Regions from separate parts of the Mus musculus genome. Here region 1 is linked to region 2. Evidence: chromatin contacts called from public Hi-C data. All regions are on one chromosome and are shown on one strand. Each heading gives the region's core, a stretch centred on a gene start, on an enhancer-like site or on the middle of the called end of the contact. The rest is flanking DNA. Distances are from core to core; before and after follow the strand shown.

Region 1 (4,591 bases), core at 1,022-3,521, 180 kb before region 2:
CCAAAGGAGACAGACACCCCCCCCCCAACCCACCAACAACAACCAAGCAAAGTCAAAACACTATGTGCAACCAGCAGACTCCTATGTCAGCTGAATCGCACTTGGGGTCTCTGACTTAAGGGCAGGAGAACATCTGGCATCGAACTGGTTAGTGAGATAGTAGCTCAAGGGAATCAGGCAGAGAGTGATAGAGAAAGATGTGTCTTCCTCTGGTCTCCACATGCATTCAGGTATGTACATACAACTGTGCACGCACAACCACATGTAAATTAATAACTAACTAATGGAAGCCATAGACTTAAGACGCTATTGCCCTTCAGTATCTGGGGGTTAGAGGGGTAGGCAATGGTTTCAAGCCCCACGTGGATGGCAGAGTTTATAGATGCCAAGGCTTCCTTATGTAAAAGGGTACAGTATTTGCATATTACAAATAGTCACCCTCTGACCAGCTCTAGATTTATAATACTTAATTTGGGTACAGACACAATTTTCAGTGTGTAGTTGGTGGGGTCCCCAGCTAGGTGAATTCACAGGCCTGGACCTGGTATGTAGTGGCCACAGTACTCAAAGGCGGGCATGACTGATTTCTAAGGCACCTCATCGCCTGGGAGGGGTTGTTAGGACAGATGGGTGGGTCCTAGCCCGAGTGTGTGGTCAGAGGCTCTGGGTGAGGCCTGGGTGACTACTGGTGAGAAGCAGCGCTCCCAAGCCAGGCTGCAGGGGAGGAGTGATACCCAAGGAAGGTCTGCACCCACCCGTGGAAGACAGAATAATGAGCAAGCCCCAGGGTCTCAGAGCCTTCTCAACAGATGCCTACAGCAGGGACGAGAAGGTTTGGGGGTCTAGAAGGTGAAGGCCCCTTGTATGGCCCTGGAAGAGCCACGGGAAGATGGCCACAGGGCAGGAGTGAGGGTGGGAAGTGGGAGAAGCTGCCAACTCTTGATGCCCCTGTAACTCTCAGGATGCCCTGGTGAGGAGCTCTGGGGTACGGGGTTACTGTCTCTGTCACTTCTGGTTTGTGTTAGTTCAAAGGGGCTTCCCAGAGACGTCAGAGCCCTTCTCCCCCTGGTGGTCATGTAGAGAAGTGCATAACACTGAGGAAGTCAGATCACAGAGTGTTTAAATTCAGGTCAGGCTGGCAGCAGAGCTAAATGTTTGCCAGATAGCCCCTCCATGGTATGTGCTACCCTGGGATTCCCTACTATGCCGTGTCTCCCAAGCACCCTGCACACATATGTCGGTGTTGCTACTTCTGATGGCGTTTTCACACTCCCTTCCTTCCTGACAGCCCGTCTATGAGGGCAGGTGGAGAGGCAGAGAGCATCCTTCCCCAGGGTTTTCCTAGCTTCTGCCACAGCAGGCAAACAGTGGAGACCCAACAAATCGTCATTCTAGCAATGACTGGGTACTAGGTCTGCAGTGCAGCATCTGCTCTCAAGAGCCTGATAATTAAGGGATGATGGTTCTTGGGATACAATTCTCATTAGGGTAGGCACGGGATGCTGAGGCCACAGGAAGGGCTGGGGATGCTGAGACCACTCTTAGATGAAATAGTGCTTGAGGAGGCAGGCAAGCTAGGCAGAGGTAAGAATGTTCCAGAAAGGAAAGGGGCCTGCGTGTGTGTGCATGTGCATGTTTATGGGCACATGTGTGTGTTTGTGTGTGTGCAAATGCGAGTACTTCTGTGTGTGTGTGTGTGTCTGTGTGAGTGCATGTGTATTCACACATATGCATGCTGAGTTTGGCTCAGAAGCAAGAGGGGCCTTGCGGAAGCAGTTAAGTACAACGTGCCCTCTGCGTGAGTGCCCAGCCCCAAGTGGTGGAGACTGCACAGGATGGCAGACCACGACGGTGGCCCCAGGAGGGAACGCCTCAGGACTGCCCTCGACCCCACAAGTCAACAGTGGCAAGTCTGAGAGCATGAGAAGCCAAGCCTGACTATAGGTGTGTCCCCACACTGGGGAATGGGGGAGGGGAGATGAATGCATCTGGAGGGAGGGAGAGTCCACAGCAGTGGAGGGAACCTTGAGGGCAGTGAAATGAAGTCACCCCCAGGAAGCAATCAGGGCAGAAATGTCCATCTGCGAAAATGGCGCAGACCTGCACAGGGCAGGGAACTGAGGCACAGAGGCTGACAGGCCAGTCACAAGTGGTCCAAGTCCTCATGCTGACTCTGCCCCTCTGACCTTCAGGCCTCATAGCCAGGCTCCTGTGTCGCCAAACCACAAGGCTCCATTAGCAGGACTGCGGTGCTCAGGCAGGAAGAGGAAGTGGGACATGTCCTTCCCCGATACTTCCATGGGTAGATTCCTTCCCTCTCCTGGTGATTTCCAGGCAACTTATAGGAATGCACAGCTGCACCCCTGGGGAAAGGTGTGTCTTCTCTGAAAGCCTTGGGAACAATGAGGGCCTCCGACCCTCCTGGCCGTACACAGTAGACAGCCCAGGGATCTGTTTTATGCTCAGCATGAGCTAATCATGCCCCAGGTGCTTACCATGGGTGAACTCACGGACTCCTCATAACAGCCATGGAAGGCACTGAGCACAGAGAGGTTAAGTGACCTAACACAGAATGCTCAGCTCGTATGTAATAGTGGAGCTATGGCTTGAATCTAGACTAGGACTCTGGGTCTAGACTAGGATCCTAAACCCTGTCCCACATGACTTGTCCTATACCCTGGGGCAAAGTGTAGGTAGGCCCTACTCATGGCCAAGGCAGGGCTAAGCAGGAAGCAGAACGGGGGGGGGGGGGGTGCCTGTCTCTCTGTGTATGTGTGTGTATGTGTCTGTGTATGTATATGTGTGTGTGTATATATGTGTGTGTGTGTCTGTGTATGTGTGTATATGTGTGTGTGTATGTGTGTGTGTGCATGTGTGTGTGTGTAGGTGGGTGGTATGGCCCCTCCCACCAACTCCTCTGGGGATCCTTTGCCTCACCCACAGACATGTGGGAAAACACCTTACCCCTATAGCTGGGATGCTTCCTCTGCAGTGGATGCTCAGTTGAGACATTCTGCAGGATCATGAGGACTGCTCCCAGACACTCTTCGAGGCACAAAGGGAGCAACGGCAGCTGATGAGGCACCTAGCTAGGCCACCCACGTGTGACCCACCCACAGGGCCCGACGTGGGAAGCTGGGGCAGCGATGCCTGTGTCCCAGGGGAGGGCTTTAGTCAGTGTCTTTACAGCCTGCAGAGTTACATGGTTTGGGAACTCCGGCTGCAGCTAAGTACTCCGTGTGCCTTTCTCTGGCTTGGTAAGTGAGAAGATAGGAGAGGCCCCCACATGGCTCTCCTCCAGCCACTTGCTCCCTCCCAGGATGCCATGCCTCCAGACCGGTTACACTGCGCATCCAAATGAAGGGCCACAAGGTCCTCTAATTCCTCTGTCCTGTGCCTGGTGCTCTCCCTGTCACTGTTGCTCGAATCCCCTACAACCTGATGTGTCAAGTTTGTGCCGAGGGCAGTGAGCAGCCATTAGTGTCTGTCACTCTCAATCAGACGGCTCCCCGCCCCCACCTGCCAGCCCAGAACTGCTGATGGCAGGGACGAGGCCCAGGCATGGCTGCCAGCCCTTCTGCTGCTGCCAGCTTCTCTTCTAAACTAGCTTTGGGCCACTAAGCTTCAGATCCAGCCCAGTCCTTGCTCTCTGATCGAGGATATGCACCCAGGGCTGGCAGGGCCTGGCAACGCTGCCTTCCAGATTAGATGGGAGGGAAATTGCTCACCACACACTCCCATATTCCCTGAAGTAGGGAAGCTGGTGTCTCAGCCTCCTAGAAATGGGGCCATCCCATCCTCTGAAGAAGTGCTGCGTTCTATAGGGTTTGAACATGGAGCTATGGGCTCCGTATGGAGACATAGTCCTGGGTGAGGGAAAGGATGGTTCAGGTCACCAGCCTGAAGGGACATGGGGTAAGAGTATCCAAGGGGTGTATGTGTAAGCGCCCAGGTTGGCATCAGGGAGGCTTGGATTCCAGTCCTGAATATTCTTTGTCACTTGCTGTGACTTATAGCCAGTCTCTCCTTGGCTCAGTTTCCTCCAGAAGTAGTGAAAGGAAGGCACTTTTCTGTCCTTGTCCCAGAGAAAGCAACTGCTAATATGTCTCAGAGTCCTCACTTTAAACAGTGTCCCAGAAGCCATGATAGCAGCTCTGTGCTGCAGACCATCCTAGAGATGCGCTGATACAGGCCAGAGGGAAGGACCAGGCAGGAGGGTACAAGGTGAGCCAGCCAATGAGAATCTCACGGCCATACTCAGAAACTCTGAGTGAAAGGACCCAGTAGGGGCCTGACTCTGGTTGGGCTCCATCACTGTGTGTCTCTGAGACAACCAGCCAGCCCACTCCTTACTCCTGATTTTGTTTTTAGATCATGAAAATGTCTCTCTCTTATTTGCTCTTCTTCCTTTCTCCCCATTTCTAACCGCCCTGAGACGCTGTCACCTTGCTTCAGCCTTTGGTAACAGTGTGAGACATGGGGTCCAGGCCTCCAGAAGCCCAAACCTGGGGCCTGCCTAAGGCCTGCCAGATTCCTTGAGATTCTCTAGGAAGAGAGGTTGTGGTTGCAGCAGGCTAAGTTCCCTAACCCA
Region 2 (4,495 bases), core at 1,495-3,994:
GCTGGCTCCATGCCTGTCACCAAGACACAGGGATAGCAGTTCCTTCGACCAGACCCTTGGAAGCAAATGAGGAACATACCAATTTAGAGGGAAATTGGCTTGAACGCTGTGGAGAAAAGAGGCCTCTGCACTGGTTGAGTCACAGGAAGAGCCACCTGCGACTTGCACGGAACTTCCTCCTGACTTGAAAAACCTTAAAATGTGGCTGGGCGTGGTGGCCCGTCTCTGCAATCCCAGCACTTGGGAAGTTGAGGTAGAAAGATTGTTTTTAGTGTGAGGCCAGCCTAGCATATATGGGAATTTCTAAGACAGTGTCTCAAAGGAAAAGAAGGTAGAGGGAGGGGAGGAGTAGGAGGAAGAGGAGGAGGAGGAGAAGGAGGAAGAAGAGGAGGAGGAGGAATCGCAAAAAGTTAGGGGAAAAATATTCTCCAAAATGAATGCAGACCAACTCCAGGACTCATTTCCCATCTCCCTAAATAAACTCAGCCACATGGTTCTTATCTGCTATTAAAACCAGACAGCCCGTGCAAGGGAGGATAAAACATAGAAGAACACTGGTTCCAAGCAGCGTTGGAACCTCCGGCTGTGTGGTCTGAGAAAACTCCACAGCCTCTCTCTGGGTCTTGAGTTTCTTTATCTGAGAACTGGAATCCACTTTTCCAGGCTGTTTGGAAGATTAGATGAGAACGCTCCCTGCAGTCATTAAGGACTAAACAAATGAAGCCTTTGACAACTTACAGTAAGCTCTGTACTGCTTATATTCACAAGTGTATGAGGGGCAAGCTGCCTATGATGGGCGACATCTGTAATCCCAGGCTTAAGGTTTAAGGATCTCCAGACATCAACAACTAGAGGCCAGCCTGGGCTACACAAGGAGAGCCTGTCTCAAAAACAAGACAAAGCAAACAAAAACCCCCAACTGGGCTAGTCTATAGGTTGACTGGTAGAGTGCAAGCCTGTCATGTACAAAGCCCTAGTTTCAATCCACAACACGGAATATATCAGGCATGGAGATAACACACACACGAGGGGAAGCACTCAGGAGGTGGAGGCAAGGGGAATCACAAGTTCAAAGTCACCCTAAACCACATAGCAAATTCAAGCTATCTTGGGCTAAATGAGGAGAGAGCAAGTCTATGAGAGACACCATGAACAAACACATTAGGGGAAATCAAAGACCACAGCTGTCACTTTCCAGAGGCTTCAGGACACAGCATTCCCAAAGCAACACGCCCATCTGCTGCTCTTCCCCAAGTATTCCCCAGGTCTGCTGGCTGCATTTTTCTACATGCCAAGAGCCCATCAACCTGCCTCCTTCCTGGACCACAAACAGCCTCAAGCTTGTCTGGAAACCAAGCCAGAGACAGGATGACACTGCTACGGTTCACATTCTCTGTCCTCTCACCCAGCTTTGGCTGATGCTCTGCCATTGCCATCACCCAGGGCTGCTGAGTGTGGCTGGACACAGAGACAGCCCTCCACTTTCTTCCAGCTGCAGGGCACTGAACGTAGCACATTGTCAGCAGCCCCAGGCCAGCAAAAGACAGAGAAGGAGAAAGGAAAGCAGAATCTAGACACATCAGATAGCAACCACAGATGAGGATGTAGCAAAACATAAAGGGAGAAATCAAAGAAAAGATGGGGAACCAAAACCTGATTGCATCTGGCATCTAGTGGTATTGCTGGAGAGCCCAACCTTGCACTCCCCGCCTGTGTCCCATAAGAGACGTTCTGCAAGGCTGAGCAAGCAAGGCAAGGAGCTGAAGACCCATTGAGGAGATGGGCAAACTGTGAATGGACAAACCTCTGGACCAGGGCAGAGCACAGATCTGTGTCTGTTGTCTCCTTCATCAAGTGCTTTCCCCAGAACCAGTAACTTTCATGAAGAGCCAACATTTGGAAAGGCAGAATTAACCACCAAAAATATCGTGCATAGTGCTGCTCACAACAGCCCAACAAAGAACCAACCCGAAAGTCTATCTGCTGATAGAGGGAAATAGAATACTATTCAGTCAGAGAAGGAAATGAGTCACTGTCACAGACTGCTATATCAGTGAACCTGAAGACACTGAAAACCAACCCACCAGCTATAGTTCTAAGGCATGCCTGCACTAGGCAAATCCACAGAAAGAGAAAATATATCAGTAACAGAGAAAGGTTGGGAGCATTGGGAAAGAGGAGGCTGTGGAGGGACTGCTTATTAAGTTCAAGGTGTTCTTGGGGTGGGGGGATAAAAATAATCTCTCAGACTTAAGAGTCAGTCATGATGTGTCCTGTCTGTGATCTCAACACTTGGGAAGCCGAGGCAGGAGGGTCACAAGTTTGAGGCTAACCTGAGAAACACTCTAAGACCTAACCTCAAAAGCATCAACTCGGAGACCTTTCTGGAATGAGACAGTGGGGATGGCAAAACCATGCTGGGGACATAACAGGTGCCACCAGCCATGTCTGTTAGAACAGTGGATCTGATGCTCTGTGAGTTGGACCCATGCTTTTGAAGAGGGAGGGCAGAGAAAAATGCAAGAGAGAATTGTTTAGAAGTTAAAGGAATGGAGAATGGCTGCTTCCCAGGAGTGCTGAAGGTACTGAAGGAGCCCCTCTCCTTTCACAGGCAGGAGCCAACCACAGGACGGCCAGCTGGGTAGCAGAGAAAGAAAAAGTGGCTGAAGCTGGAAGAGAAAGGAGGGTAGTTAGCAAGAGGAAGTGAGAAGGGCAGGCTGACACCCCCACAGAAACACCGCCTCTGAGCTGACAGAATGTCATTTCCTAAAGATTATGCACGCCCAGCTCTGGGCCAGGTCACATCACAGGTTCTAGAACACTGAAGCCACCCAACCCCTGGCCTTGGAGCTTAACTCTCTGGGGTTAACGGTGGTGTTCAGACTCACTGGTGGCTGGTGACCCTGGTGTAATAGGATCTAAAGCTTAGGCTGCCAAGAGTGAATAAAAACTAAGAATGTCACCAAGTAGGTGTCTAGGTGAAGATTATAGCAGCTGGGACACAGCCCTGGGAATTAGCAGTGGGTTCCCTGCTGGGTGAGCTCTAAACTGAGGCCTGAGGTGGAAAAGCAGCTATTTTAATTAAAAATTTTGGATTTTAATGTAGACTGAGGAATGTGATCTCCAACCCTTGTTTTAGACCAAACTCACCCAAAAGACATGTGTCCAGGATCCCAAGAGCCTCTACTTGTGCTGAGGTGTGGGGACCCGGAAATTCAGAGAAATGTGCCATGCCTTACAGAGCTCTGGTACCATGTGGGAGGCAAATGGTAACAGTTGAATAAGGAGAATACAGGGCTGTAAGTTCAGAGGGGGAAATGGAAGAAGCAGGGTTTTGTGTGTGTGTGTGTGTGTGTGTGTGTGTGTGTGTGTGTGTGTGTGTGGTGTGTGCACATGCACACACATGTGAGAGCAAAGGAGGCATGTGCTGGAATGTTCACAGTGTGAGGTCATGCACATGCCACAGCACACATGAGGAGCTCACAGGACAACTTCCAGAACTCAGCTCTCTCCTGCCAATCTAGGTACTGGTTTCTGGGGATGAAACTCAGCCTACACAGCATACATTTTTTACTCACTGAGCCATTTCAAGGTAGGGTTTCTGATGCAGAGTCTCACTATGTAGTCCCGACTGGTCTCTGCCTCTGTCTGCCGCTGGTCTCCTATCTCTGTCTCCCAAGTGCTGGGATCATAAATATCAGCCGTCATGCTCAGCTGGCAGGGTTGGTCTCTTCTAAAGCTTCTCCCTGCTATACACGTTGTCATCGTCTCCTTTTGTGTCTCACGTGGCTGTTCCTCTAAATGTGTATGTGGTCTCTGTCTAATTTCTTTTCCATAGGACCCTCATCTTATTAGGACCCTACCCAAATGACTGCATTTTAATGGCCCTTTTAAGAACCTATCCCCCAATATAGTGTCAGTCTAAGGTTGGAGAAGATAAGACACTGACTTAGAAATTTAGAAGGGACACAAGTCAGCTGCTCACAGCCTCTGGGCTCTTATCACCCTAGATGGCCCCTGGGACCCTGAGACCTCTCCATCAGCAACCCCTGAGTCTCACTAGGCTCAGCTCATCCTCAGCTGCATCTTCAGGGCCCAGAACACACCTGACAACCCAGGGGGTGCCATGAAAGGCTACAGTGGAGGACTGAGGAAATCGTGAGCTAATGCAACTCTCCCTGAGCAGGTAAGTCCTGTCTAGACCAAGAATTGCAACAGCTTTCTAATCTCCTGAGCAGAGAACAAGGAGGTCCCAGGAAAACACCCCAACAGCTACTTTAGAGGGCTTAAAGAAGGATAACCATAGAACAGGAATAGGAGGCTGGGATGAGGGGCCCTGTAGATTCTGGGTGGAAGGACACTCAAAATCAGAGCCTACTTCTTTAGCAGCCCCTTGCAGTGACAATGTTTGTATTACCATCACTGGTCCACACACATCACACCATATCCATGTTCCTAGCTCCATGAGAATCTTTCCAAATACCCTGAGAGGCAG

The links. A called contact is a pair of places that touch in the nucleus more often than the background predicts.
Region 1: a contact with region 2 is called in a Hi-C map of bone marrow-derived macrophages, with 31 read pairs. The contact joins two enhancer-like sites. A contact is called at or near these places in 2 of 15 datasets of contacts at CTCF or cohesin (the NIH/3T3 cell line and large pre-B cells), 8 of 484 Hi-C or Micro-C datasets (bone marrow-derived macrophages, cerebral cortex, cortical neurons and 3 more), 3 of 115 datasets of contacts at active chromatin or transcription factors (bone marrow-derived macrophages, embryonic stem cells and stem cell-derived neural progenitor cells) and 2 of 9 other capture datasets (adipose tissue and liver).

What each region holds. Positions count from the first base shown.
Region 1 is chr11:67,654,366-67,658,956 of GRCm38.p6, reverse strand. All of the region lies in intron 5 of Gas7 (growth arrest specific 7), which reads right to left. Among named protein-coding and RNA genes, the nearest start is that of Rcvrn, 39 kb to the left of the region's middle. Within about 2 kb of position 2,271, at least 37 of the 459 cell types and tissues checked have an H3K27ac peak or open chromatin away from gene starts, as enhancers often do. A contact at or near this core is called in bone marrow-derived macrophages, where this site is marked.
Region 2 is chr11:67,477,935-67,482,429 of GRCm38.p6, reverse strand. It overlaps a transcript of Gas7 not described here. Among named protein-coding and RNA genes, the nearest start is that of Gas7, 110 kb to the left of the region's middle. Within about 2 kb of position 2,744, at least 58 of the 459 cell types and tissues checked have an H3K27ac peak or open chromatin away from gene starts, as enhancers often do. A contact at or near this core is called in bone marrow-derived macrophages, where this site is marked.